2 separate regions of the Ovis aries genome follow, and region 2 is linked to region 1. Evidence: chromatin contacts called from public Hi-C data. All regions are on one chromosome and are shown on one strand. Each heading gives the region's core, a stretch centred on a gene start, on an enhancer-like site or on the middle of the called end of the contact. The rest is flanking DNA. Distances are from core to core; before and after follow the strand shown. Region 1 holds the start of VPS39 (VPS39 subunit of HOPS complex). Region 2 overlaps CAPN3 (calpain 3).

Region 1 (6,563 bases), core at 647-3,146:
GCTGCTCATTTTTTAGGATTGTACTTGTATCTGGTGTTGGCTTAGGGATGGTTTATAAGAAACATCACAAGGTGATGGGATTCATTTGAAGCACTATTATTTGTTCGAATGAGTTTGTCCAATTTTGCCTTCCCAAGATTTTTGTTCTACATAGAAAGTTCATGCCACTTTTTAATATTAAAAAGTTTTAACAAAATTCATGTTTTTGTCACTTTTTTTCCAAGACTTTCTCTGAAGACCCTTTCTCCACACTCTCATTGACTTTTCCTTCCATGGATTTTATTCTGTATTGTCTTATTTTCTGTTAAAATCAGTGACCACATGACTACAGTCTTCACTAAAGTATTTATATAACATTTCTCTAGCTGTTTGGTATGGTGATTAACAACGACAACAACAAAAATCACCTAGATAGTATTTCTTAAGAAACAATACGAACTGCCTATTCTCAGGTTAACCCATTTGCAAAGGGCTGGTGTTAACTTTGTGTGCTTCTGTTCTTCCACACCAAAACTCAGCAAGTGAATAGTGGTCATAATGCAGCAGGATAATTGGTCATGTTTTTGAGACTGGTTAGATATTAATTTGAAAGTAGGCAAAAACCCCTATTTTTTTTTTTGAAACACCACATGGTTTGCAGGACCTTAGTTCCCCCACCAACAGTGAAAGTGCCAAGTCCTAAGCACCAGACTGCCTGGAAATTACCAGAAACCTACTGTTACAAGCGGGGGTGTATAGCACAAATTCTATAGCCTGTTAATTCTGTTTTCTCAGGATGTGTTAGTGTGATTGGCTGTAATGTAGCAGTTCTTAGACTAGGTTCAGAAGGAATTTATATTATCACATTGACCTGTAACCAACTTAAGAGTCTACATTGTTTATTTTGGTCTTGAACTGGAACTACAAGGTAGCAGGCCTAGCAGAAGAGCTGGTAATTCTAAATTTTCAAGGTGTTCAGTTTCTATGGGGAAAATTAGCCCCAAGATTTCTTCAGCAATTTTTGTGTTTCTTACTACTTGAAAATACTTCATTTGATTATCAGAAACAGTATTTGATAAAGATGGGACAGCATTCCTCATTTACAGATGAAGAAACTAAAAGTGACCAGGGCTGTAGGTTTTTTGTTTTTGTTTTTTTAATATGGTTATATCACAGACTCGCTCCTTTTTTCTTTTACATTTTGCTTTAAACCAAATGCTTCACTTCATGGTATACTAGCTGTTTTCTTGGAGGTAAACTGCCAGATACAGATCATTCTTGCATTCGTTAAACTTTAAATAAAAGTTCATGGACTCACCTTGGGGGCTTAGTAAAACACAATTGGACCACCACCCACCCCTCCCCGCCTTCAGTGTTTGAATCAGTAGGGCTGGATGAAGTCTGGGACTGCCTTTCTAACAAGTTCCCAGGTGATGCTGACCTAGGGACGATACTTGGAGAAGCCCTGGCCTCGATAAGCCCCTAAAATAAAAGGGAAAGTTACTGCGAATTAGTTGGGTTTATAATGGTAATACTAAAACTACCACTGATTGAGTGCTTAGGATGTCAGCTGTTGCAAACAGCTCACAAGGTTAGGTACACAACACTACCATCACTTTGCAGATACAGAACTAAGGCTTCTAGAGATTGTTTCTTAAACGCCACAGCTCCTGAGCTCATTTCCTAAATGACAGGTCTCCATCCCAAGTCTAACGCCAAAGCCTGAATTCTTCATGCTCTGATGCCCAAAACAGTTCAAAGATTAAGATCCCTTTTCCACTTGTTAAACCCATGATCACTCGGGCTCCACGATGGTTCAGCGAAAAACGCGAACCCAGGTACCAGATCACCCCTGGAGATTGCGCTAGGAACCGGGGCGGAAGGGGCGGAACTTCAGCTGCGGAAGGGGCGGGCTTAACTCTGCAGGAAGTCCGGTGTTGTTGATGGCTCTATTGCCCAAGGGCCAGTAGCCGAGGTCCCCACTCTTCCCTGGTCCTGATTCCGGCCCCACACCCGACCCGGCACAATCCGGTTGAGGCTGTGGCGGCGACTGCGCCTGCCGTCATGCACGACGCCTTCGAGCCAGTGCCGATCCTAGAAAAGCTGCCTCTGCAGATCGACTGTCTGGCTGCCTGGGGTGAGACGAGGGGCCAGGTGGGGTCAGCGCGGGAGCGGCTGAGACCTTTCACGAGGCTAGGAAAGTGGCCGGCCTCTGGCTGTGTGGACTCTGGTCGGGCGTCCTCCAAGAGGGGCCTAGGATGAGGGGAGCCAGAGCTCTGTTGACAGCGAGGGCGGTGGAGCTGTTTGGGCGATTTCCGGGGATACAGGCATTTTAGGGATGTTCACCTGCCCTTGCTCTCGGTAGGGAGTTGGGGGTGGAACTTTCCTTATTAACTACTCTGTTTTGGCTCATTTCTGTTCCCAATAAGTCTTTAGTTTGGGTAACAAAGTTCCACAGAAGTTCTCAGACGGCTAGGGGCTTGAACATGTCCAGACTGTGTTGTTTTCCAGGTGAAAGACAACACTGTTTTGCTTTTTGTTTGCTTGTTATGCATTGAACAAGTTAGCAGCTATGTCTTTTCCCCCTTAATCGTCACTCATCACTTACTTCTAATTACTGTAGCTAACTTGTTACTCTCCACTTTTAATCTAGCCAAGTGGTTGATTGTCTCATAGTCAAAATGCCCAAGTTACCTAACTCCTATAAGTAGAAGAGGGTCATTTCAGGCTTTCAGGAAACCTAACCCATAAAACATTGCATGATCCACTTGGGATTGTCCAGTACAGAAAGCAAGATCAGGTGTCTCTGTTCTAGAATACAAATGATTTCTGAAATAAACCTTGACTCCTGTGAACATTATGCTCCTATCCACGAGTGTTTGTGTGTCTGATAACCAAAGACCAAACAGAAGTACTTTCAGTCTTTCCTGTTAATGTCCAGGTCGTAGAAATCAAGGTGGCTCAGAACCTTAATCAGATCTTATACTGAGCTGAGTATCATGATGGGCCTGGTGGAGTCTTGGTGGTGGCTGGCATTCTGTTCATTGTCGTGGACAGTGCCACTCAGTCAGAGTTCTTCACATCCTTTTCAGTAAGGTGCCTTCACTACATATCTCTCTAATGTGTGCACCCCCCACCCTCCCCCAGCTGCCAAGGACCTCTTTTTTAAGTTTTATTTAGTTGAAATATGGTTGATTTACACTGTTATGTTAATTCCCGCTGTATAGCAAATGATTCAGTTTTACATATATTATACATTATTTTTCATCTTCTTTTCCATTGTAGTTGTCACAAGATACTGAATATAGGCCCCTGTGCTATAGAGTAACAGTGTGGTTGTTTAGCTCTGGGACTTTTTAAAGTCACACCTCCACAGCAGTCTGTCCTAGGGTTAAGGAGAGAATCCTACTTCCTCCAGGTATCTCAAGAAAACTCCCACTTTTCTGTCATTAAATGCTCTCAGTAAAAATTTAAAATAAATAGAGGAGAAAAAAAAAAAAAGAAATTGAAAAAATGAAAGACCTGACACTCAGCACAAAGGGGATCACTCCCCTGTTTCTTTGTCAAGTGTGTATTAAGTGGCTGCATGGGCCAGTCTCTGCTAGAAACAGGAACCCAAAGATGAGTAAGAAACAGTGCCTGTGCTCCTGGGACACACAGTGGCAGACAAAGAAATGTGAATAGATTACAATACAAGATAAATGATAACAGAGACTTATGCTGCCTGATATGTGATTATGGAGGGAAGGCTAATCCACTCAGCCTCGGACATATGTTTCTGAAAATGATGGATGCAGCCGCTTGCCACACCCCACTTAGCTTGTCAGAGTCCTTGACCCTGATACCCTGTGGGACTAGTAGTCCACATATTTTAGGTTCTTTCACCAACTGCAGTTTGTTACCATAAAGATTTTCTGTACCTGTGTTTTCCAGAAACAGCTTTTGAAATGGTAGGTAGCTTTTGGCCTGTCTAAACTCCAGCAAAACAGGAGTAACACCTGTTGCCTACGAGATTGCTGTGCTAGGTATTGGGCTATGAGAGGCCATTTACTGCCTTGTGCCTCAAAACTACTTTATTTTCAGGCTTTAGCAGCAGTAAATATTGCTGTTTCTAGTTTTTACCCCTTCTGTCTACATTGTGACCTTAGTTCATCCAGGAACCTCCAGGCTTCTGGAGGGCCAGACAGTATCTGAGCTGGATAATGTCATAGAGCCACCATAATCCCATCTTCTGGGACATGGAAGTGAGGAAGATACTGATGGTGATGATGAGGAGGAGGACTTCTCCCCAAACTCCAGAGTTGTAGAATCCAGCTGCCTCTTCAGCATCTTCATTTGGATATCTGGTTGTATGGCCAAAAGAGTTCCTGATTTCAAGTGTGCCCATCCCCCTGTATCCCATTATCTCTGCAAACAGAAATGGCATTTCTGTTTACCCATTTGGCTAAACCCCAAAGCCTTGGAATTATCCTTGACATCTCTTATTCTCTTATACACCACATCCAATCCATCAGCAAATATCTGTTCCACCTCCTGAAAAATTCTACAACCCAGTCGCTTCCCTCCATCTCTGCTGTTCACTGCTGTTGATGAAGGCACCAGTCTCTGTCATCTGAATGACTATAATAGTCTTCTGACTCATCACCCTGGGTTTGCTATTATGCCATTTGCCATCTTTTATCCACATAGAGGTAGAGAGATCCTTTGAAAATGTCATCTATTTGCATCTCTCCTCTGCTCAAAACCCTCCATAGCTTCACATCACAACTGGAATAAGTTCCAAAGTCCTTAACATGACTGGCAACACCTGTCATGATCAGGCCTCTAGTTATGTTCCTTGTTTTTCCCTATGGTCTTAGCCCTTGCTCCTCTGCTGCTAGTTACATGGTCGTTCTTGTTCCATGAACACACAAAGCATGTAACTATCTCAGGGCCTTTGCACTTGCTGTTTCCTCTGCTTGACAGTCTCTTGTCCTAGATATACAGCTCATTCCTCATTTTGTTTGCTCAAATATCACATAAATCAGCAAGGCCTTTACTGAGCTATTGTGTATAGAAGAAAATGCCACATCCACCAATGTGCTACTCTTTTACTCAGCCTTATCTTCTTACCATAGAAGCCTCTTACTGCTATTTTATATGTTATTATTGTCTCTGTCATTCCATATTAGAGTATAGGTTCCTTCAGAGCAACAAGTTTGTTTTGTACATAGGTTTATTTACTGTGCCTAGAAGAGTTCCTGACTCATAATGGATACTTATTAAATATTTGTTTAATTGACTAATAGTAAGGGCTTTCATTGTTGAGTACTTAGATGTAGTAAGCATTTATGCAATAATAACAACTCCCTTTTCCAGAGGAAGAACCTGAAAATTTAAGTAGTTTTTTCAAGGTAAATCCAGTAAATCATATCTGATTCTAGAGCTTGGTTCTCAAACTTTAATGTATATTCAGAGCCTATAGAAAAATGTAGGGGTGTGTGTGTGTGTCTGTATGTGTGTATACCGAATCATTTTTATTTGTTTTCCAAAGAAACAGTGGAAAAATAAGAATGATTAAAATGGTTACTTACAGCAGAAGGAAGAGAACAAGGTGAAGTGGACAGGATGGACTGACTTCTCATAGTTTTAGCTTTGGAATTAGGTAAATTTCTCATATAATGAAAAAAAATTTTAATGCAAATTTCAGGGCACCTCTGCAGAATCACTGCATCAGAATCTCTGGGAGCTGGGCTCAGGACTGGGCATTTTTAATAAGTCCAAGTGATTCTGACGCAGCGAATCAGGGGCTGCTGCTTTGAGAAACACTGTTCTTTGCCCTGTGACTCAAAGAAGGGAAGTGAGCACTACCCTGTTCATCTCTGTACTCCCTGCCATGTTCAGCAGTGAGGGTTTATCACATGCATTTGGACTGAGCTGCACTGTTGGATGGAGCTTCACTAGGGTAACTGTGAGCTAGAGGGCTCCGCCTTCCTTCCCAGGAGGAATCGTGTCTGTGATCCTGTGGCTCAGGATTAGGCCATTGGGAGTTTTCTAGGGCTGACTCTGCTTTGTTTTTGCCTGTGTTGCCCATTTGTGTAGTGTGTTCCACTTTCTGACGTGCAGTGTTGAGTCCCAGAAGAGACTGTCCACCTACCCCATGCTCTGCCTGCCCTGCACGCTTTTCATGTTCAATGTTTTGCACGCATGGCTATGTTGTCTGGTGACATAGAGCATGCATGGGTTGGTTCTCTGGTCACCTGAGCCTGAGTTGGTCCTCCGGCCGTGGGCTGGTTCTCTGGCCACCTGAACCGCCGTTGACTTCGGTAACCAAATCAGGCCTCGTCAGAGCTCTGTGCCGTTGTTATGTCTGGATGATACAGTCGTTTTCCTTGACTTTGAGTGTTAGAAATGAATATGTGTGTGGTGCTTTTACTAGTTAAAAGAAAGCTGTTTAAATACGTTGCATGTATGATAAATGCATTTTCGTCAGCATCTCCAGAGGAATAATTGAGAAGGGTCAAATTAAGTTTCAATTAAAAATTTTTTTAAGAAGTTTTTTCTTTTAATATTTGTTTATTTTATTTGGCTGCATTGGGTCTTAG
Region 2 (6,871 bases), core at 2,237-4,736, 150 kb before region 1:
GAGGTTCCATAGGTCATGTTTGTGCCATCCTGAGGCCCAACAGGGAGGGCAGGGGACAGTCCAGGAGAGGGAGAGAGAGTAAACAAAGGAGGGTGATAGAAAGGGAAGGAGAGAGAAAGAAGGGAGGGGATAGACAAAGAAACAGAGGAGAGATAAGTAGAGCATGAATGGAGAAAAGATGGAGAACAGTGATGCAGAAAGAAAACGTTTGTCCATGGGTGCTTCATCTTCCCAAGCTTTCCCATCTACTGGGTGTACTAGGAGAGGAGGGAACAGGAATTCAGCTTGGGCCCCTTCCTCACAAAGAGAGATAACCAAGACTGTTAGAATACACTGACTAACCCCCAGGGAAGGTGCATCTCCTGGCCAGTCTGCCATCCCCTTACCCTTGGCTCTGGTCTCAGTTCATACCACTTTGTTGAGAGGTGGACTGCAGGCTGAGCTTCTCCCAGATTACAACACAAAGCCTGTGTCCCACGTGCGAGATATGATCAAAGTTCAGTGACTGGGAGGCTTTCTTAGGGAACTGGTAGGTTCAGGTCCATAGCCCAGTGTGTGGCCAGCTTACTAGGGGCATGCTGGAACTGAGAAACACCAGCCCTGGAGGCCGGTTCAGTTCAGTTCAGTTCAGTTCAGTCGCTCAGTCATGTCTGACTCTTTGCAACCCCATGAATCGCAGCACACCAGGCCTCCCTGTCCATCACCAACTCCTAGAGTTCACTCAGACTCACGTCCATCGAGTCAGTGCTCCAGTAGCATATTGGGCACCTACTGACCTGGGGAGTTCCTCTTTCAGTATCCTATCATTTTGTCTTTTCATATAGTTCACGGGGTTCTCAAGGCAAGAATACTGAAGTGGTTTGCCATTCCCTTCTCCAGTGGACCACATTGTGTCAGACCTCTCCACCATGCCCGCCCGTCTTGGATGGCCCCACAGGGCATGGCTTAGTTTCATTGAGTTAGACAAGGCTGTAGTCCTAGTGTGATTAGATTGACTAGTTTTCTGTGATTATGGTTTCAGTGTGTCTGCCCTCCTGCAACACCTACCATCTTAAGGTAAGAGAAACCCTGGAGGCCTATTTCCACCTAAATTCTAGGATCTTTATTGAAAACCTCCAGAAACTTCTCCCTTGAGAAATTCCCAGTTTTCAAAGTTGAGAGCTACTTTTCTGCTTCCTAAAACAGAAAGTTCACCCCATCCCAGAGGAAAGCCCTGTGCTGCTGTTCACTGGGTAAGTCTTCCCAGTAGCTGGCAGCACCCTGTCCTGCACCCCACACCCCAGACTTACATCAATGGAGCAGCCCATGAGGGAACCCCTCTCGATGGCTTTCTTCATGATCTTGTACATGTCTCTGGGAGCATCCTTGATTTCAAAAAACTCTGTCACTCCTCCCGTGAAGTCCTCCATGGCCTCTGTAGTGTTCCCGCCTTTCAGGGCTTCATACGAACCATGGAGCCTGAGAGATAGGATGAAGACTAGTCTGGGGTCACAGGGTTCCAGGAAACATGACCCCAGTACCCCTGGCTCCAGGACTTTACTCTTGGGTCCTGTGATGCTGCCTTATCCAAATTCTCCAACAACTCTGTAAGCTTTTGAACAGATACTATGATTCCCTTTCTTCACAATGGAGAGACGGAGCCCCAGAGGCTGTGTGACCAGCTGAGGCCACAGAGAGGAGAAACACTGGGACTGGAACCTGCTATTCCCACTTCCTGATAGTTCTCTTTCCACTATACTCGAAATCTGAAGTAGGGCTCCATTAAAGCCATTAGTAGCTGGAGTGGAACTTCTGAGAGGCAACATGGCTTTTATTCATATATTCTGAGCTCCAGTGTTATGCAGCGGCCTGGATGGGAGGGGAGTTTGGGGGGAATGGATGCATGTATACATATGGCTGAGTCCCTTCACTGTTCACCTGAAACTATCACAACACTGTTAATCAGCTATACCCCAATACAGAATAAAAAGTTATATATATATATACATACAAATATGTATATATAGTGAGCTCATGAGTTTGAGCCAACCAAGGCTCTGGGATTTGAGTTCCAGAGAAATAATACTGGGATCCAGGATCTGTAGTGCCACCAAGAAGGGAGGATTAAAGAGCTCACTATGGAAACTAGAGATTTCCTATCCCCGTCTTACTTAGCATAAGCCTTCTCCAGCAGAGCACTCCAGAACTCATTGCGATGGTTGGATTTGGTGAAAACCAGTTGATTGTTGTAAGTTGGCAGGCAGTCATCAATAACCACGTCCACCCAGTCTCCATAGCGCCAGAACTGCACAGAAGCATCAAGCACAGTGCCATCCTCAGATTACCAGCAGGAAATGCGTCCCTACCCCACATTCCTCTTGTTCACACTATTCTGGGTTTAGAGAGGGTGAATCTTTCTTTAAGCAGACTGTGACCTCTTTGAGGGCAGGAAGTATGTTACAAACCATTATGCTTCTTCCACACAGTCCAGCTCAGTACAGGGGATGGTAGGTACTCCATGTGTATCTGAGGGCTTGAGATTTTCCTTCTGCTCTGTAGGTCTGGGGACAGCCTAGGTATCAGTACTTTTAGTTATCTCAGCTGATCCTCATATGCAGTCAGGGCTGAGAAGCCCTGGTCTAGGAGAAGGTGACGTATAATTTATGTACTTCTTGATGACAAATAAGGTAGGAATTGTTGTTGAAGAAGAAGGATTGACATGGAAATGGAAGGTGACCCAGAATATACTCTGGTTAAACCAGGAACACTGTCCAGTAATCCCAATTCTAGATGATGTTCTTTCTTGAACAAATTGGTTTTAACCCAAGAAAGCCAAAAGTAGTTTAATTTCCTTCTAATGACATTTACTCTCCTATGAACAAGAAGGCAAAAATCTGTGTGGTCTTTGTGTTTCTGATCCTTTTGGTTTCAGACCTTTTAAATACCCAAGGGGAGTGAGCAGCTTGATGGCATAGGGAAAAAACAAGACTTGGGACCCCGCGGCCCTGTCCACATTGGGATAGCAGCAGGAGTCTGATCCTAAACCTGCAGAGAAGACCCTTTCTGAGGCCTTCCATCCTGGGATACAAGATCAACTGATGATCTGGGTCAGTCCAGGACATTGGGAGCCTTCAGGGCTGTTCAGAAGCCTCAGAACACCCATAGATACAAGTGCCCACATAAGAAGCTCATTTCAGTTCTGGGTCAGCATGAGGTTTGGCTCTTTGCTAGGACAATTTGGATCCAGAAAGTTTCCAGTGTCTGAACTTATTCTGAAACCAAAAGACTCATTGCTGGGCCAAGCCAGAAGCCTGGTCCCCAGATTAACCAGACTTTTCTTCCAGAGCCCGGAATGGGTGAATGATAGTGTGGGTATAGACTTGTGTGGGCATTTCTTTTGCAGCCTCAAGGGCCCTCTGGATTCCTAGTGCCAGTGTCTTAGGGATTTACTTGAGAAGGGCTTCTGGTTATCACACAGAAGCCTGACAGCTGGAAGGGTAAAAATAGACCAACAGGCCAGCAAACAGGATATCCTCTAACATTTCTGGGGCCTAACGGAAGGTGTAGGGGGTTGAGGGTAGGAAGAAATAAACAACTACTTCCTCACAGGCTTGAGGCCTGAAGGGGGTCACTGCCCACAGCCATAGCTGGCTGGGTGGGTGGGAATCTTTCCTGGAGCCACTGGGAAGTCAAGCCCAGGATACTTGGTAGGTGGACGGCCCACTGGCCCTCTTAACTACAGTCCCTTGACCTCACCTGGAAGTGAAAAATCCCCGCGTAGTTTTCGGTGAAACTCTGATCATGGGGTATGACCCGGAAAAGCAGACGCTCGTTCAAGGTCAGGCAAGCGATGGCTGCAAGAAACCAGCAGTCCCCTGCAGGCAAACACGTGGCACAGGTCACAGGAGGGCCCACACCTCCAGGGAAGAAGGAGACCCCATCCCCATCAGCTGCTCTGCTTTCTGGAGAAGGGCGTACACTTGACTCTCACTGTCCTGCTTCCAGATCTGACCTTACGGAGGTATCAGCCAAGGAAAGGAGTGTGACCGCAGTCCCTGGACTATGCCATCAACAGGGTAACTTACTCCCTCGTGACTGCTTTCCTGAAGGCTATAGGCAATTCCTCTGGCTGCAGTATAAGCTCAGACCTCTATCTGGACCTCAGTGGAAACTGAGCAGTGGGGGTCATAATTGGGTCATTCTTTCTAACACCTGTAAGGAAGCTGCCTGCCCTGCACCTTTGCAATGTGACTGCAGGATCTGAGCATCTGAGAGCCATCAGACCAGCCCATTAGTACTGTAAGGAAAGCTGGTTAGTATTTGGAGGTGGCACTTTGCCCTGTTAGTGTGTGCATGTGTGTGTGTGAATGCCCAAGTGGCAGGCCAGGAACACTAACAGAACACAGGCTAGATTATGCAAGGCCTTTGTTGTGCTGTGTGGGATGTCAAGGCATTTCTGAGTCTGCAGAGGGGAGGCTGAGAGCCTCCACAGGCCTCCTCCCACCACCACTACCACCCTCCCCACTTCCCACCTCCCAAGCAGCCAGCCTTTCTGAAACAGCATGTCGGTTGGAAGGCCCAGGTTATTAGCTGGGCAGGGCTCTGCAGGCAGCCTTCCTTCAAGTGCAGGAAGTCAGATATTCAAACCCTCTTCAGCCTCTCCTTCCAGGACCAAATTAGCTAAATTCCTTTCATCTGGCCTTGAGCAGTTTGGCCTTGAGTGCCCCTTTTCCCTCAAGTTCTAAATTGTGTCTGTTGATATTTGTTTCCTCCAACGTTACTTCACAGCACTTTTCTGCAGTTCACACTAAAGACAATACCTTCCAAATAAGAGGCTGAGATAAAGGAAGCAGCCAAGCTAATTAACCAGACAAAATTGGATGCTCATCCACATGGCAGGCGTTGCCTTTGTTGAAAAGCTTGTTTAAAACGGAGCTATTCTGGGGCAGTTTAAACAAGAGTTCGAGTTATGAAAGCACTTTTTGTGAGCATATCGATTCTGCATGCCCAAGGGACATGCATGGCACACAATTTCAGAGCTGCTTTCTAAGAAGGGTTGTTGTTGTTTAGTCTCTAAGTCATGTCTGACTCCTCGTGACTCCATGGACTTAGCCTGCCAGGCTCCTCTGGAGCCTGGACACTGGAGTGGGGACCCCACTGCTCCACTGTGGGGACTCCTGGAGAAGGGATTTCCTTCTCCAGGGAGTCTTTCTGACCCAGGGATCAAACTCCTGTCTCCTGCACTAGCAGGCTAATTCTTAACCACTGAGTCACCAGGGAAGCCCTTTAAGGAAGGTGGGTCCTGCTAGAAACAGGGCTTTTGTCTTGCTGAGTGGGGTGTGTGAGTGTCCTGGAGACTCTGGAGAGGAGGCGACCTCCTGTTGTGACACAACGTAAAGAGCTGGTGAGAAAGGTAGGAGGGACAGAAATTAAATGAAGTAATCACCAACACAGAGCTGAATGAGTTTAAATAATGTTATCAAAACTACCTCCCCCAAATTCATTACAAGCAAAACCAGATTACTGTCCCTTTACTTACTATAAAAGGATCATACCTCTTAGTCACACCTTGATTGTTTGGCTAAATAGGACCAGAGGAACTTTCCTACCTAGATCTCCTTGGCAGATGTCAGTTCTATTGGCTCCACCAATGATAAATCGGGGATTCTCACAAATTTCCTGTGAAGCAAAAAGGAAATAATAATAGTAGCTATTATTTACTGAGGTTCATATGCAGTACTGGCATCCCATATCAGGAGTTTTACACACACCACTCACTTAAACCTCAGAAACGCCCATGAACTGGATACTATCATTCTTATTTTTCGGATGAGAACACCAAGACTCAGAGAGGTTAAGAATTTGCCCAAGGACACACAGCTAGCAGGCAGGAGAAGCCAGGTGCGTGGCTCCTTTTCTCACTGTCCCACATTGATCCCTCACAGTGATATACTGTCTGAGTAAGGGAGCACCTTGAGAGTTAGGACAGTGTCACTATTGTCTCAGCTTTGACCAAGGGACAGTACAAAACACAGCTCTTGTTTGTTTGTTTTCTAAGCCAGGAAAAGAGGTGCAGGAGGGAAAGTAAGGATCTTTTTCCCCAAGATGTGGTAACATAGATATTTAGTATCAGCATGTGTCCCAAGGGCCACAGGACTTGAGAGCTAGGGAGAGCCAAGAATAAATTTGACATGAGCCTCGAAGGCCTCCCAGTCTGTTGGTAGGTATGCTTCTTTAATAAAGCTAACCCAACGTGACACCCTGGTCCGAGCAGTTTTCAAATCCAGGCACTACCAGTTATATGCATCCCAACAGAGGCCAACAGGGGGTGCTCTTGTGTTTGTTTGGATGTGTCATGCTTTGTATTTTAACTTTTGAAATAATTATAGATTCTGTGTTTTGGTTTTAACTTTGTCCTTCACCGCTTCAAGAAGCCTTGCTATCTTGGTGATATAGCCCTCTCTGTTTTTCTGTCTTCCCTAATACAACAATCCGGGTGAGTGAGCTCAGTGAATGAATCTCCCTGAGCTCAAGGATCTGTCTCACCTACTAGATGGAAAGTCGTGCATAGATCACAGCACACACACCACCCCCTTGAAGCTCTTATCAATGGAAGGGCAAACCCCAAATAATAATTTTTTAAAAGGTTACCTATAGGGGAGGAAAGGATTAAGTGGCGAATATAGGGATGGAAGTAAAACTCTGAATATATCTGTTTTAAAATAATTTTGACTTAGGAACAATGTACATTTTATAGAATTAAAACCAAATTGAAGAAAATGCAATTTTAAAAAGCAATCTGTAACTGTGAAAGAATAAAATTCTTATTTTAAGCTACCAAGTTTATGGTAATATATTATAGCAGCCATAGGAGCCTCATACAAATGGCAAA

The links. A called contact is a pair of places that touch in the nucleus more often than the background predicts.
Region 2: a Hi-C map of muscle shows a contact between it and region 1, with 2.5 times the contacts expected there. The contact joins the enhancer-like site here to the promoter of VPS39 in region 1. A contact is called at or near these places in 7 of 16 Hi-C or Micro-C datasets (blood, liver, muscle and 3 more).

The regions. Positions count from the first base shown.
Region 1 is chr7:35,809,035-35,815,597 of ARS-UI_Ramb_v3.0, reverse strand. VPS39 (VPS39 subunit of HOPS complex) reads left to right here and starts at 1,896. Exons shown (of 22, transcript XM_060419118.1): 1 at 1,896-2,116. The coding sequence starts at 2,044. It overlaps TMEM87A (transmembrane protein 87A), which reads left to right. Exons shown (of 20, transcript XM_060419132.1): 20 at 1-196.
Region 2 is chr7:35,963,751-35,970,621 of ARS-UI_Ramb_v3.0, reverse strand. CAPN3 (calpain 3) reads right to left here. Exons shown (of 24, transcript NM_001009212.1): 2 at 5,589-5,658; 3 at 3,736-3,854; 4 at 2,151-2,284; 5 at 1,290-1,458; 6 at 1-29. Among named protein-coding and RNA genes, the nearest start is that of CAPN3, 30 kb to the right of the region's middle. Within about 2 kb of position 3,486, at least 5 of the 54 cell types and tissues checked have an H3K27ac peak or open chromatin away from gene starts, as enhancers often do. A contact at or near this core is called in liver and muscle, where this site is marked.